Linked DNA regions of Sus scrofa: all the other regions are linked to region 3. Evidence: chromatin contacts called from public Hi-C data. All regions are on one chromosome and are shown on one strand. The core of a region is the stretch at or near the end of the contact, and the rest is flanking DNA. Distances in the headings are between cores, read along the strand shown.

Region 1 (4,911 bases), core at 257-2,756, 170 kb after region 3:
GTCTTGGGCGCGTGTGTCTGGGTGCCTGCGTGTATGCACGTGTGTCTGTGTGTGTGCGTGTTTTCACCAAGGTTAAGGTGCACCCCAGTCCCAACCCACACCTGCCACATCTGGGCAGGTGGGTGAGAAGCCCACTCTTCTGAGAGTTTGACCAGACTGATTCCCCAGCGTTAATCCCGGCTGCTCTTGATGTGGTTGTAGGAAAATCCTATTCTTCACATTTGTTGGCTGCCCTCCAAGAGAAAGGCATGTCATCCAGGGAGGAGCAGAGCTTCAGGTCCAAGGTCAGGGCAGGGGTCCCTCCCTGGAAGGGATTAGCCAGGGAAATGGGAGTGTCCACCGGCCCCAGGGAGCCCTGGGGGCCTGGACAGTTTCTGACCCAGAGATAGGAATGGGGCACATGGCCAGGTGCAAAGCAAATGAAGGCTGGGGGTGTGGGCCCAGAACATTGGACATATTACCGGAAGGCAGGGTTGGAGACGGCCTGGTCATGGCAGGTGGGAACTCCTTCGTTAGATGTCACAGGGCTTTATAAAGAGCCATGACTCTGTCCCAGAGGGAAAGCTAGCCTGTCAGGACCTGGACACCGGCTGCCTCCTCTGCCTCATCCTGGGCGGGTTTAGGAGGTCAATGCCGCCTGAGCCCAAACTCATCCTCACAGTTGCACCGCAGTTAGATTTTGGTACTTTGTGCAAACTCACAGTTGGAAAATCTGGTTCAAATGGACCCCTGTGCAGGAGAGGAAACCAGGTCCTGGAGAAGGCAAAGCCCAAGACACCTCAGTCCAGCTCACCTGTGCTCATCGTCAGCTACGAGGCCTCCAAGGCTTCGAATGGGCAAATTCACACACTTCCACGTTTTGGATACCTTCAGTCCCTGAACTACCGTTTTTCTCACCCATTCGCTCTAAGTCTGTTCTCTCTGTGGCTCCTCGCTGACTCGGAGCTGGTTCTTCTTCCCTTCTGGCCCCTCCCCCTTTAACTTCCCTCTTTGCTCCTGGCTCATGGAGCCTCTACCCCACGTCGGCAACCGTCAGCACTCTGGAGTTGCAAATAGCAGAAGTATTATTGCACTTAGGTTTGCAAATCATAGAAGCATTATTTGCTTTTGGTGGCCACCTAAAGCAAAATAATGTTTCATAGAAAAAAATAGAATGTTTGAGTTCCCACTGTGGCCCAATGGGATCTGCCGCACTGGGATGCAGGTTCGATCCCTGGCCTGGCACAGTGGATTAAAGACCGGCATGGCTGCCATCTGCAGCATATGTCACAACTGGATCTGATCCCTGGCCTGGGTACGCCACATGCTGCAGGGTAGCCCCCCCCCCAAAAAAAAGAACAAATGGAATGTCACGCAAGAGAAAGACAGCCAAGTGCCAGCAGTGCAGTGGGGCGTCTAGATAGCCAGAACTAATTGGCAGACTCCTCGGGGCCAAGCCCCTATGATTAACAAGTCTGAGCTAAGTTCTGACCTTGAGGCACTCCACTTGCTGTTCAAATGTCAGAGAGAATGGAATGTGTCTGGCCCACGTTCCCACGCTGATGGCGCGGGATGGATTTGGGGTGATGGTGACGCGGAAGACGGTGGGTCTTCAAAGGTGATTAAGGGTAAAGGTGAATGGGAGCTGGGCAGGCAGACAGGCCCGTGCCCCTTGGCATGCCTCAGACAGGACCCAGACACGGTGAAAAGACAAAGCATGCTGCCGGCGGGGCAGGGCACTTCAGAACGTCGCCACGATCCGATCCTCTGTGAAAAACGTCATGCGCTCAGGCTGATAACCCCATTTCCCGGGAATCAGCCTGTGCTAACCTTTCATGGCAGGACGGAGCAAGGCTGATGGATTTTGTTTATGGGAGCTGACCATTTAGTAATCTTGCTGCGACGCACCAGCCATTGTCCCACAGGATGTGAGATAAGAGTCGCTGGCAGCAGGAAGGGCGCGTCTCAAACCATGGATGTTTTCAGCGAGGAATTTGATGGAGGAAGAGCAGGGCTTCTCTCAGAAACTGGAGATCAGCATCTCTTCAAAGCCCAAGGTCAGCCCTGACCTGGAGCACACATGTGGGCAAATTGGCTCAGGAAAGAACTAGACTAAGGGGGGCGGGTTTGCCTACCTGTCCGGGGATGACCCCCCCCTCCGATGGACATCAGCTAATCTCCCTGAGCCTCAGTTTTCTCACCTTTAAATGAAGCTGGTGGTTCAGGTAACAAGCCTCACCCTAACCTCCGAGTTTACAGCCCAAAGGCCAAGGCTGGACAAGGCACGATGCTGTTCATAACTCCATCCTAGGACGTCCATCTCTGCGCTTGACTACTGTGTGTGTGTGTGTGTGTGTGTGTGTGTGTGTGTGTGTGTGTGTGTGTGTGTCTAGTGTGGTACCTGGTCATTTCCTCCGTGGCAGGAATTCTTATGCATATCTGTACCCAGCACACCGGTAGAGTGATTGATGCGTAATACACTCGCATTGGAGATTTGTTGAATGAATGAATGAATGAAGATGCCTCCCAGGCCAGACTCCATACCTTGGGGGATGCCAGGGCATCAAGCCTGAGATGGGCCCTCTTTCACACAGAGCATCCCTCAGAGGTGAAACACCTAGCTCAGGTGTGCTGGTGCGACAACCCCGATGCCACCACTGTGGTGTAGTTCAGGAAACGTCTCTCTGGAGCCTTCTGAAAAAGAAGATTGTGACCCACATGGAGGGATGGGGTCAGCTGGGGCCATCACATTTCTGGAAGCAACTGAGAATTTGGTAGAAGGAAACTCGCCACAGGCCCATCTGAGGCTCCCACATAAGAAACCTCATGCAAGAACCCTCGTGGTGAAAGCAGACCACACTCCTTATGGCTCGTCTGTGGTGGCCTGGGGCAGGGAGGCTGTACCCAGAGAGTGTGGGGTCAGCATTTCCTAGAGACCTGGCACACATGTAATGACCCTGAGGCAGATCAAGGTCTTTCTCCTACAAGGCCACCAGGGATCTGAGAGTCAAGGCGTAGCCAGACCCCACGTTCAGGAGTGCCATACTGTTTTCTTTCTCCCCACAAGCCTCCAAGGTTGGGCTGCGATTTCAGATTTAGGGGTGCAAATAAAGCTCCGATGGCAGCTTCATTCATGATAGCCAAGAGGTGGAAGTCACCAACTGTCCATCGATGGATGAGGGATAAACCCAGTGGAATATGTGGGTCTGGCCGTGAGATGGAATATTATTCAGCCGTAAAAAAGGAAGGAGCTTCTGACACTCTGATACGTGCAACCACTTGGATGAACCCTGAGAGCACTAAGCTAACTGAAATAAGCTGGTTCCCAAAAGACAACTACTGTGTGATTCCAGTTCTAAGAGGTCCTTAGAGGAGTCAGGGTCACAGAGAATGTAAGTGGAGTGGGGTTGCCCGAGGCTGTGGGGAGGAGGGAAGAGCAATTGTACTGGGCACAAAGTTTCACCTTTTGCAAGGTGAGAAAATTCCTGAATTCAGTTGCACAACAAAGTGAACATACTTAACGCTGCTGAGTTGTACACTTAAAAGTGGTGAAGACGCCGAGTTCCCATTGTGGCTCAGCGGTAACAAACCTGACTAGTATCCATGAAGATGAGGGTTTGATCCCTGGCCTCACTGAGTGGGTTGAGAATCCGGTGTCGCCATGCCTGTGATATAGGCTGGCAGCTGCAGCTCGGATTCAACATCCTAGGCTGGGAACGTCCGTGTGTTGCAGGTGTGGCCCTAAAACCAAATAAAACAAAAAATAGTTACAATTGTTAAGAGAAAGAGAGAGCTACCTGACTGCTACACCAATTCAAGGAGCTTAGAGATTTCCAATAGAAGCAACATGGAATCAAGATCTCAGCTCTGGTGATAAAGACAGACACCAAAGCGAATGGCAAAGCAACAAATGAAGCCATATTAACCTACAGGTGTAAGCTAGGGGCCTCCCTGGCCCTTGAGAAGCAGGTGTGCTCGGCTCAGCATCCTTCCGAGGCCCCATCCAGGACAGCCCGGAGCCCTGGCCCCTGGTCCCTCTACTCCTGAGAGTGCCTTGCAGCCCCTGCCACCTGCTTCTGCGCAGAGATGAGCTCTGAGCCTCACAGAACACCGGGAGACTCAGATAAAGCATCTGGAGCACTCTGTGGTCTGGGGAGCAGGAATGTGTCTCCATGGGCATCACCTCGTTGGCCACCGCCATCACCAACAAGCCTCACTGACACCTCCACCTGCTCCACCCCCCCCTTTGTTTTAGGGCCACAGGAAGTTCCCAGGCCAGGAGTCGAATCAGAGCTGGAGCTGCAGCTGCCAGCCTACAGTAACACAGGATCCAAGCCACATCTGCGACCTATGCCACAGCTCACGGCGACACCCGGTTCTTTTCCCAGTGAGCAAGGCCAGGGATTGAACCCTCATCCTCAAGGACACAATGCTGGGTTCTTAACTCACTGGGCCACAACGGGAACTCCAGCTCCAAACTCTTTTTACTTATCTGTCTCTTCTGCCCTATCCCTTCTCTTCCTCATCCTTCCCTCTCCCCACAAAGCAGTAAATGCCTTCCCTGGAATCACAGACCCGCCTCCTGCCGCCTCTGAGGCTCCAGCTCCAGGGTCTCCAAGCCTCCAGTGGTTCATCTTAAGGCCACAGTAAGAAGAGCTTGCAAATAATTTTGGTTGTCCACCTAAGTGGAATTCTAATGCCAGCTGCTAAGATAATACAAAAATGACCCACACTGTGGCTGGGCTGCTGGGAAATAATAACAGTGGTTGGGAAAAAGTAGCCAGCAATGTGGGGGTGGGGGTGGGAAGACATACATTTAGATCCGTATCTTACATCAAAGCAGCAGAATAAGTTTCAGCTTTAGGAGTTTAATGGAAACGTAATCCACAGAGGTCAATATTTGATCTAAGCTATTAAGATTAAAAGTGGTAG
Region 2 (4,432 bases), core at 524-3,023, 220 kb after region 3:
AAAGCTGATAAACCTCTTTGGAAAACAAAATGTCTATTGTTGACCCATTGGGGAGGAGGAACCGCCAGAGATTTAGGGTTGCCTGGGTGATCTTAAGAAATGCTGTCACCAGACTCTGCAAGTCCAATATATCCATCTCACTCCTGTGAACTCCGAACCCAAAAGAACTGGCCCCCTCCCACGGGCTGCGCAGAAGAGCCCACACGGGGGACTTCAGGAGGGAGTGTAGGATGTTGCCCATCCTTGGGGGCTACTGAGATTCAGACTTAGTTCCTATCACGTACCACGGAGGCGGTTAATTTATTTAGTCTCTCTGAAGTTCTATTTCCTGAGTGGTCAAATATGGGTACCAACGGTTGCAAGTCCTGCAAGATGGAATGAGGATTAAATGAGATCATGAAAGGCTCACACTAAACTTTCAGCTCTATGATAACCACGTCTTGAGATTCTCATGACATCTGAAGGTGGATGCGCCAGATAGTAAATGAGCTGCCCAGGGCGCTCGAGCAGGCGGGACAGTGGTCTGGGCTGGACTGGCTTCAGAAGCTGATGACAGTCCCAGAGTGGCGTGTGCCGTCCACCCAGCGATTTCAGAAGGGACTCTCCTCAAGCCTCGGCAACCAGGCTGCCGGGCACACCCCGAGGAACTGTGGGGAGTTTTGAGCAGGGAACAGCCACATTTCAACTTTGATTCTTTAAATCTGATTAATTGAAGAAGATCTAACTCTGCTCCTAAAAATGTCTTAAAAAAAAAAGTTATTGAAAATCTAAAGATTAATACAAAGACCTTTGCAAGGAATCAGATATAAGAGAAATATACAGCGGAGAGAAAGTACCAAAGTCATTAGTCATGAAAACATAGAAAACAAACAAATACATCCGTTTTGGAATTCAAGATCCTATTCACAGAAGACTCAAGGATTTGAAACGATAAGAAGTCCAATTGTGTACACGTGACACCATCATAAAAAACTACCCTGCAAAATTACCAAAGAGACACTCTGTAAATTGTTACCAGATGAATGAGCAAAACTAGAAGGCCTTATTTTGTGGTTGAAAAAAAGAAGAAAAATTTAGTGGAGAAATATTGTGCTCTATTTTACAGACATAATATGATTCCAATCCATTTAAAGTATATACAGAGTCCTTTTAAAAAATTTTATTGGTGTATGGCTGACTTACAATGTTGTATAGTTTCAGGTGCTCAGCAAAGTGAATCGGTTATGCATTTATCCATTTTTTTTTTTTTTTTTTAGGACTGCTCCTCCAACACATGGAAGGTCCCAGGTTAGGAGTCGAAATACAGATTGGAGCCGCAGCTGAGGCTTTTGCCACAGTCACAGTAACACCAGATCTGAGCCACATCTTGGACCTACACCGCAGCTTGTGGCAACACTGGATCCTTAAGTCACTGAGCGAGGCCAAGGATCAAACCCGCGTCCCTACAGACATCATGTGGTGTTCTCAACCCGCTGAGCCACAGCAGGAACTCCCATTCTTTTTCCCGTGTAGGTTATTACTGACTGTTGAGTACGTTTCCCTGAGCTCTACAGTAAGTCCTTGTTAATTATCCATGTGATACTCAGCAGCGTAGTGCGTATATGTCATTCCTGCCTTTTTCCTGTAACTAAGCTGCGTGACGATAAACTCATTCAGCAGAGTAACGTAGGCGGGGGTGGGGGCTTCCCACGAAGCTAAGGAGGACAAACACTCAGGGCTCCTCCTTTTCTCTGGGCCTTCACAAAGGGAGCTTGCACATTGTGAGCTGATCATTTTGTCTTGTTTTTCTTGAGATGGTCCCCAAATTGCGTAAGCTTCCTGTTTCACAGAACCTGGAGCCTTCCCTGTGTGAATTTCTTAAGTAGAGGAAATGAATCGAAGCCTCGCCTTTTTAGATAACAAAGTATTAACTCTTGGAACGGTAATAGAAGCCAAGTGGAATTGTTAGGAAAGAGAAGCAAGATGGATAGGTAGACTATGCTTAGCAGCCCTGGCCCAGGATAATATATCGTTGTATAATCCTCTGAGAACAAATGGGTTGGGCTGAACTGCCATTTAAACAGCACTGGGGGAGTTCCCACTGTGGCTCAGCAGTAACAAACCCAACTCATATCCATGAGGACACAGGTTCGATCCCTGGCCTCACTCAGTGGCTTGAGGAACCGGCATTCCGAGAGCTGTGGTGTAGATTACAGATGTGGATCGGATCCTATGTTGCTGTGGCTGTTGTGTAGGCTGGCAGTGGTAGCTCTGATTGAACCCTTAGCCCGGAAACTTCCATATGCTGCAGGTGCAGCCCTAAAAAGCAAAAGCAAGCAAGCAAGCAAGCACTGGGATAATCTGGTAGCAATTTGGAGAAAAACTAATTTATAGCTATCTTTACACCATAATCCTTGAGTAAAGAAGGTTGTTTGATCATTACACGCATATCCATAAAGAAAAATCAGCAGAAAACACCCCCCTTTTGAAGAAATGATAAATAACATACTTTTTTCCACTTTAAAGGAGGCAAGAAGTAAGCTGATGAACAATTCAATTTTTCAATTTTTACTATATTGCTTAACATAAAAGGACTAGAGAAAAATGTATAGCGAAACATTAGATAAAACATTTGCATGAATTATGTCAACAAATAAGATAATAGTGATAATGTCCTTTGAATATACTCATAAATATTTGGAAGGATTTAAAGACCCTCAAAAGAAATGCGTCAAGGCCAAGTACAAAAATATATGCTCATAAAAGAAAGTAAAAATAAGAAACCAACACTTGAGAAAGAAAGAAATATAAAAGCAACTGCGAAGTACAGCTTTAAACTTAAATTAGAAAAATAGGGTGAATAATAACATCTGTTGCTGGTGACATTGAGATTAAACTAATACACACATGTGTGTGTAAAGCGCAGTTAATTGTATTCATTTGTAAATTAATCCAAACCCCTTGTGGATGACTATAGTATGGCAAATACATTTTTTTAACCTAATTTCTTCCCACGACGGAAATTTATCTGGAAGGAATGTTAAAGGAAATGGTTAAAGAGAAGATAGAAACTTAATTTAAGAAGGTAATTACTGACATAACATCTGTTAGGAAGAAAAACCTTCAATATAAAATAACAGAGACATAGAGAAGTAAATTTGGACACTTGAATTTGATGGAATAGTACGCGGTATTTAAGCACAACTGTGAAAAGACCAGGTAGAAACTCAGGGCAAAGGTATAACAGAATATAAAAGGAACCAATTACGTGGGCACAGAATCATGGCGGTCAGAATTCACCTCCACCCCTGAACCACCAGAGCAGAGAACAGGAAGCTACACCCAGCGTCACTTTGCTCCCCGGGGGAGAGGTGTATGATGCGGAGGAGAGAAGGGAGTTCAGGGCGGACGGGATATTGCCAGATAGCACAACCACTCTAAGTAAGAAAATAGTGGGGTCCCCATATTTTATAAAATAATCTACACTCCCATACTGGGGTTCTTTTATAGAGTCTGTCTGTCAGGGCTAGACGCTCTTAAACGTCCAAGCCAGAAGGAAGATGTCCGTTACCTGCAAATAAACCATGCGATCTTGGCAGGCAATTTTTAAACATCAAAAGAGGGCTCTAGGAATTCCAAGTGAAAACTGAAGTCTTACTTTCATTTACTTGAAAGAGTTTTCTTTCTTCTCACCCTCTCTTGCGGTCAGAGACCACTCTGCAACATCAAATAGAATGTTATTTTCCACTTGGGGGGAAATTTGGCTCAGCGTGACGTTTGCCTTCCCAGCTTCAACCTTTGGAGCCAAGTTCCAGTCAGGAAATGAATTTTTATAGCACAGTTAAAAGTAAGGAGTGGGAACCCTGTGAAATCCTTAAGTCTTCGGCTTTATCACACTCTCCTTCACGTCATCGGTCAGATGGGACAGGATTCCTGGTTCCCAGCAGCCCCGGAGGCTGTGGCCGCTGCCCAGGCATCTCCACCTAAGTTCATGTTCCTGTAGAGCAAAATGGAACACTTTACTGCAAGTTTTGATGGAACATACCATTTATAGAATGAACACTTCAATGCGGTGAATCAAACAGAAAGGCTCTGAACATAGGGATAAGTAAATAGCATTTAGGGTCTTTTTTTTTTTTTTTTGCTTTTTAGGGCCACACCCATGGCATATGGATGTGGCCCTAAAGGCCAGGGGTCAAACTGGAGCTACAGCTACTGACCTACACCACAGCCACAGCCACACCAGATCCAAGCTGCATCTGCAGCCTACACCACAGCCTCACAGCAACGCCAGATCCTTAACCCACTGAGTAAGGCCAGGGATCAAACTGGCAACCTCATGGATCCTAGTCTGGTTCATTAACCACTGAGCCATGAAGGGAACTCCCTGGGCTCACTTTTTTCTATTGAAAGTTTTTTACAGGTATCCATAGTTTGTTTGCAGTGTAGACAT
Region 3 (4,426 bases), core at 984-3,483:
TTTCTTCATTTACCCACCAGGAAAACCTCGCTTTCCAGAGCATTCACTCTTCCCTGCAGAATTGTCCTTTCCTTCTGAAAGTGACCCTGCCCTCGTTACGGAAATCTGTACCAACCTCACAGCCTCTGCCAGGGGGCGAAGCTGGGGAGGCTGACTCCCTGAGGACCCCCATCAAGCCTTCTGCCCCAGGTGGAGGGAATTCACCCCCCCCAGGGATTGTGAATCGCTTTCCCCTTGCCTTTCAACAAATGAAAAAGGTGGGTTAGGTGCTGTCACATCTGCTGTGTTTCTGTAATTCAGTGCTGTATCATGAAGCAGTGAAGGTTCCTGCCTGTGGTGTCACATTCTTGGAATTTATATTTAATTACTATAAAAAGACCAAGTAATGCCTTCTATGTGATTATATCACCAACACTCCTTTCATTTCAAAAAGAAAAAAAAAGAATGGATGTGTGTACATGTACAAATGAGTCACTTTGTTTTGCAGCAGAAATTATCACAACATTGTAAATCAATAAAAATTCAATAAAAATTTTAAAAAGTGTACCTAAGTCCTTTAGTAAAATGGATGAAGAAGATGTGGTACATATATACAATGAAATATTACTCAGCCATAAAAAAGAATGAAATGCCATTTGCAGCAAAATGGATGCAACTAGAGATTACAACACTGAGTGAAGCAAGTCAGACAAGATAAATATCATATGATATCGCTTACATGCGGAATATAAAAAAATGATACAAATGAATTTATTTACAGAACAGAAATAGTCTCACAAACATAGAAAAAAACTTAGGGTTACCAAAGAGGAAAGGCAGAGAGGGATAAATTATGAGTTTAGTATTAACATATACACACTGCTGTGTATAAAATAGATAACCAGCAAGGACCTACTATATAGCAAAGGGAACTATACTCAATATCTCATAATAACCTGTAATGGAAAAGAATCTGAAAAAGAATATCTATATATTCTTCTTCAGATATACGTGTGTGTGTGTGTGTGTGTGTGTGTGTGTGTTTGAATAACACTGCTGTGTACATGAAACTAACACAACATTGTAAATCAACTACAATGATGTGTAAATCAATTTTATTTTTAAAAGATGCATTATCTGTTTTCAAAAAAGATGGCCTCTGATATAGGATGTATATCCTTCCAAATTAACAATACAGCAACATAAATTAGAGAGTGAGAACCTAAAACGAGGAGCAAGAAAACAGGTGCAGGAGAACAGGCAATGCATTTGGAATAAACATTTAATTAGCTCTGTGCTTCCCAGAAGAGAGCAGGGAAAAAATGAGAGTGATGATGTCATGGTTTCCATAGCAGCCGCTGGGAAGTATTTCAGTTCCTCCAGGTTGACTAAAGGTTTTCAGGCTGCAAATTATTAAAATAAAAATTGACCTGGACTTCCACTGTGGGATAACATCGGGTAACATGATGAGAAGAGGCGTAAACAGTGCTTTTACAGGAAACCCAAGAGCTGTTTTCTCACGATGCTTGCTCGTACAATAAACCCGGATAAAAGGCCAGAGCACAGTATGAAAGTTAACTCCGCAAACAGGATTCTGGATGAGGTTAGATTTATGTGGTCCAAGAACGTAGCCTATAATTTTCTAACTCAATGCAAAGATTTTCTAATCTTTGGATCTCAGAATCAAGAAATTCCAACACAATGCAACGAGAGAATGTGAGAACAAGAGACAGGAGGGTAGCGTGTTGGTCCAGGACAGGACAGCTCGCGGGTAGCTGGGACTAGTTTGGCGTCCCCAAGAGGGGCTTGAGATGTACAACTCTGTGTGGCTGGTGGCCGGCAGGCTGAGGACTTGGGACTCCAGGATCTGGGGCGGGGGGAGCAGGACGGCGCCCTTCCTTCCAACATTGAGAAGGCGAAGCCTGCTTTCCTCAACTTGGGGAGGGCCAGGCCAGGCGAAATCTGAGCTTTACTTCATTGTTGGAACTGTTCGAAGTTTAAATCTGGTCTTTTAAGGAAACTTGAGAGATCACGTAGGCCTGGAATGTCTCCTGAGAAAGTGCCACCCATTCCCAGTCATCGGAGGCCCAAGGAGGCCTTGGAGACTTTCTCAGGTGGCTGGAACAGGAGAGGATGCCAAGACCTCCCTGCGATAACTGAGTGGACACACTGAGTTGTTTAGGGATGTACTGAGTGATGAGCATCGGGCCTTGAAGAGCATCTGTAAAGACAGTGACCCCAGGTCTGGGGTCGTTCGGCATGAGTAGTCAGTTCTTCCTGGTTGTGGTTGGATCTTGCAAGGTCATTCCTAGTTCATGATCATAAAACTGTGTCATCAGCAAAAGGAGATTTATCCTCGTCCGTATGACGCTGGGGGACACACACCCAGTCTTGCAAAACTCTCTTAGACTATTAAGATACAAGTTCACGGGTAAGATTACGAGGAAACCAGACGGAAACCTGGTTTCACAGAGTTTGTGACCCCGACCCGCTCTGCTGGGTCACCATTCCTGCCCCTTCTTAACATACTGTGGTTTTAAAATGCAGCGCTTGCCATAACCCTGAAAGCTGAGGATTCTATCATTATTTTCTGCCCTCTGCACCTTTGGTTTTTAGCGTGTTTCAGATTTCTAACTTCTAACACCTTCACTTCCTCAACTCCTGATTTGCTCCCGGACTGTCCCAGAAAACTCCTAAATAGTTCGAACGCTGTTCCAGATGAAAATTGCTCTGAGAAAAATCACCGGTACCTCCCAGGCACACACGCTCTCTGCCTGTCAGCTGCATTTCATTAGCTACAGACATTTCTCAAGCGCTTCATTTGGACCACAAATAGGAAGTTGCTGACCATCCACGGGTCTCTGGGAGAGAATCACCACGCCAAGATGCTGGAGTCAGCACACAGGGCCTCAGAACAGACCCCTTGGCCGGGAGACAAAGGAGAGGGGCCGCGTGTGTTTACCAGTGATTTAATGAGGCCGGGAGATTCTCAGTTCTGGGCCAGAAATAGTAGAACAAAACACGACATGGTCAAAGACGCAAAAATGGGGAAATCCCTTCATTTGGAAAAAACGAAGGGCTGTAGTGGGGAGCAGAGAATGATACCGCTTTCGGAGTTTTTCTAAAGTTATTTGCTTAAAATATATTCCTTTGGTGTTTGCCCCGGATTCCTACTTGGCACTGAACTTTGGCCAATTGCCTTGAAGAACAGGGCTGAATGGAGCCTTCACACAAGCCCGGTGGGGGCAGGGGGTGGGGGGTGGGGAGGCCACTCAGTGTCATTGACCAAGGGTCCCTGTAGGCACAAGGCTTTCCGCTGTCCAAGACTTCTCCCTTCCCCACCCTCAGCTACCCACCTTCTCCGGGAAGACGCTCCTTAGCCCTGAACCTCTGGAATGGAATTTAGCCTCCAACCACCATTGTTATTTTTCCTCCAGCTAAAACCTTGTCTTCATCAAGCTGGGTGGTCCTAGTACAACAGAAGAGCTAGAAGAATGTCAATGATTTATAGAATTCATAGATACTATCAGCAAAGGGGTAAACCAACATATGCTTCCATTCAGAGTGTAAATGTTTGTTGTTACAAGATTATTCTTAAGTATCATTTTTAGGACACCGGATCACACCGTCAAAGGTTGGACATGACTCAAAGAATTTTATTAGTGCACATCTCCGTTTCTATTGGGTCCTTGTGCCTTTCCCTCTTCTTTGTCTCTAAGACAGCTTTAAAAACTTCATGAAGAGTCCTAAGAAATAGCTCTGGAAAATAGATCTGCGTGCCTACATTGTCGCGCGATTTCATAGAGATTTGAGGGGTTAGCACAGTGACTCCTGGCCACTGGGGGCTGCCCGTATGAGCGTTAGATTTTAGAAATGCACCCCTCTTCTTCTAGAATAGAAATGTGACTTAAAAAAACAAGCACAGGGATTTCCCCTTGTGGCTCAGTGGGACCTGACATAGTATGCATGAGGATGTGGGTTCAATCCCTGGCCTCGCTCAGGGGGTTAAGGATTCGGGATTGCTGCGAGCTGCAGCATAGGTTGCAAAGGCTGCTCAGATCTGGTATTGCTGTGGCTGTGATGTAGGCTGGCAGCTGCCATTCTGATGTGACTCCCAGCCCGGGAGCTTCGATATGCTGTGGGTGCAGGTGTAAAAAAGCAAAAAAAAAAAAAAAAAGCAAAAAAAACAAAACAAAACAAAACATGCATGGGGTTAGAATTTCTTGGCATAGGGGACATCTAAGATGCCCTTGTGGGGTTAATGAACAAGGAGCTAACAATTGCCGACTCACAAGTTCCGCCTAGTAGTAAGGAAGGCTATTTGCAGAGACAGGAGGTCAAGGAGAAAACGGAAGGGAGAAGCAAGAATCCATGAGCCTGTGGACTGCGTGCCCGTCATCGGAACGCAGAACAGTTGGAAGCTGATTTTTGGTAGCATAGACCCCCA

The links. Hi-C and Micro-C count contacts between places; a contact is called where the count stands out from the background.
Region 1: a Hi-C map of liver shows a contact between it and region 3, with 7 times the contacts expected there. The contact joins two enhancer-like sites. A contact is called at or near these places in 1 of 47 Hi-C or Micro-C datasets (liver) and 1 of 2 datasets of contacts at active chromatin or transcription factors (skeletal muscle).
Region 2: a contact with region 3 is called in a Hi-C map of liver, with 3 times the contacts expected there. The contact joins two enhancer-like sites. A contact is called at or near these places in 1 of 47 Hi-C or Micro-C datasets (liver) and 1 of 2 datasets of contacts at active chromatin or transcription factors (skeletal muscle).

What each region holds. Positions count from the first base shown.
Region 1 is chr15:136,707,390-136,712,300 of Sscrofa11.1, forward strand. No RefSeq gene overlaps it. Among named protein-coding and RNA genes, the nearest start is that of COPS8, 120 kb to the right of the region's middle. Within about 2 kb of position 1,507, at least 12 of the 83 cell types and tissues checked have an H3K27ac peak or open chromatin away from gene starts, as enhancers often do. A contact at or near this core is called in liver, where this site is marked.
Region 2 is chr15:136,754,773-136,759,204 of Sscrofa11.1, forward strand. No RefSeq gene overlaps it. Among named protein-coding and RNA genes, the nearest start is that of COPS8, 71 kb to the right of the region's middle. Within about 2 kb of position 1,774, at least 7 of the 83 cell types and tissues checked have an H3K27ac peak or open chromatin away from gene starts, as enhancers often do. A contact at or near this core is called in liver, where this site is marked.
Region 3 is chr15:136,533,943-136,538,368 of Sscrofa11.1, forward strand. No RefSeq gene overlaps it. Among named protein-coding and RNA genes, the nearest start is that of ACKR3, 170 kb to the left of the region's middle. Within about 2 kb of position 2,234, at least 16 of the 83 cell types and tissues checked have an H3K27ac peak or open chromatin away from gene starts, as enhancers often do. A contact at or near this core is called in liver, where this site is marked.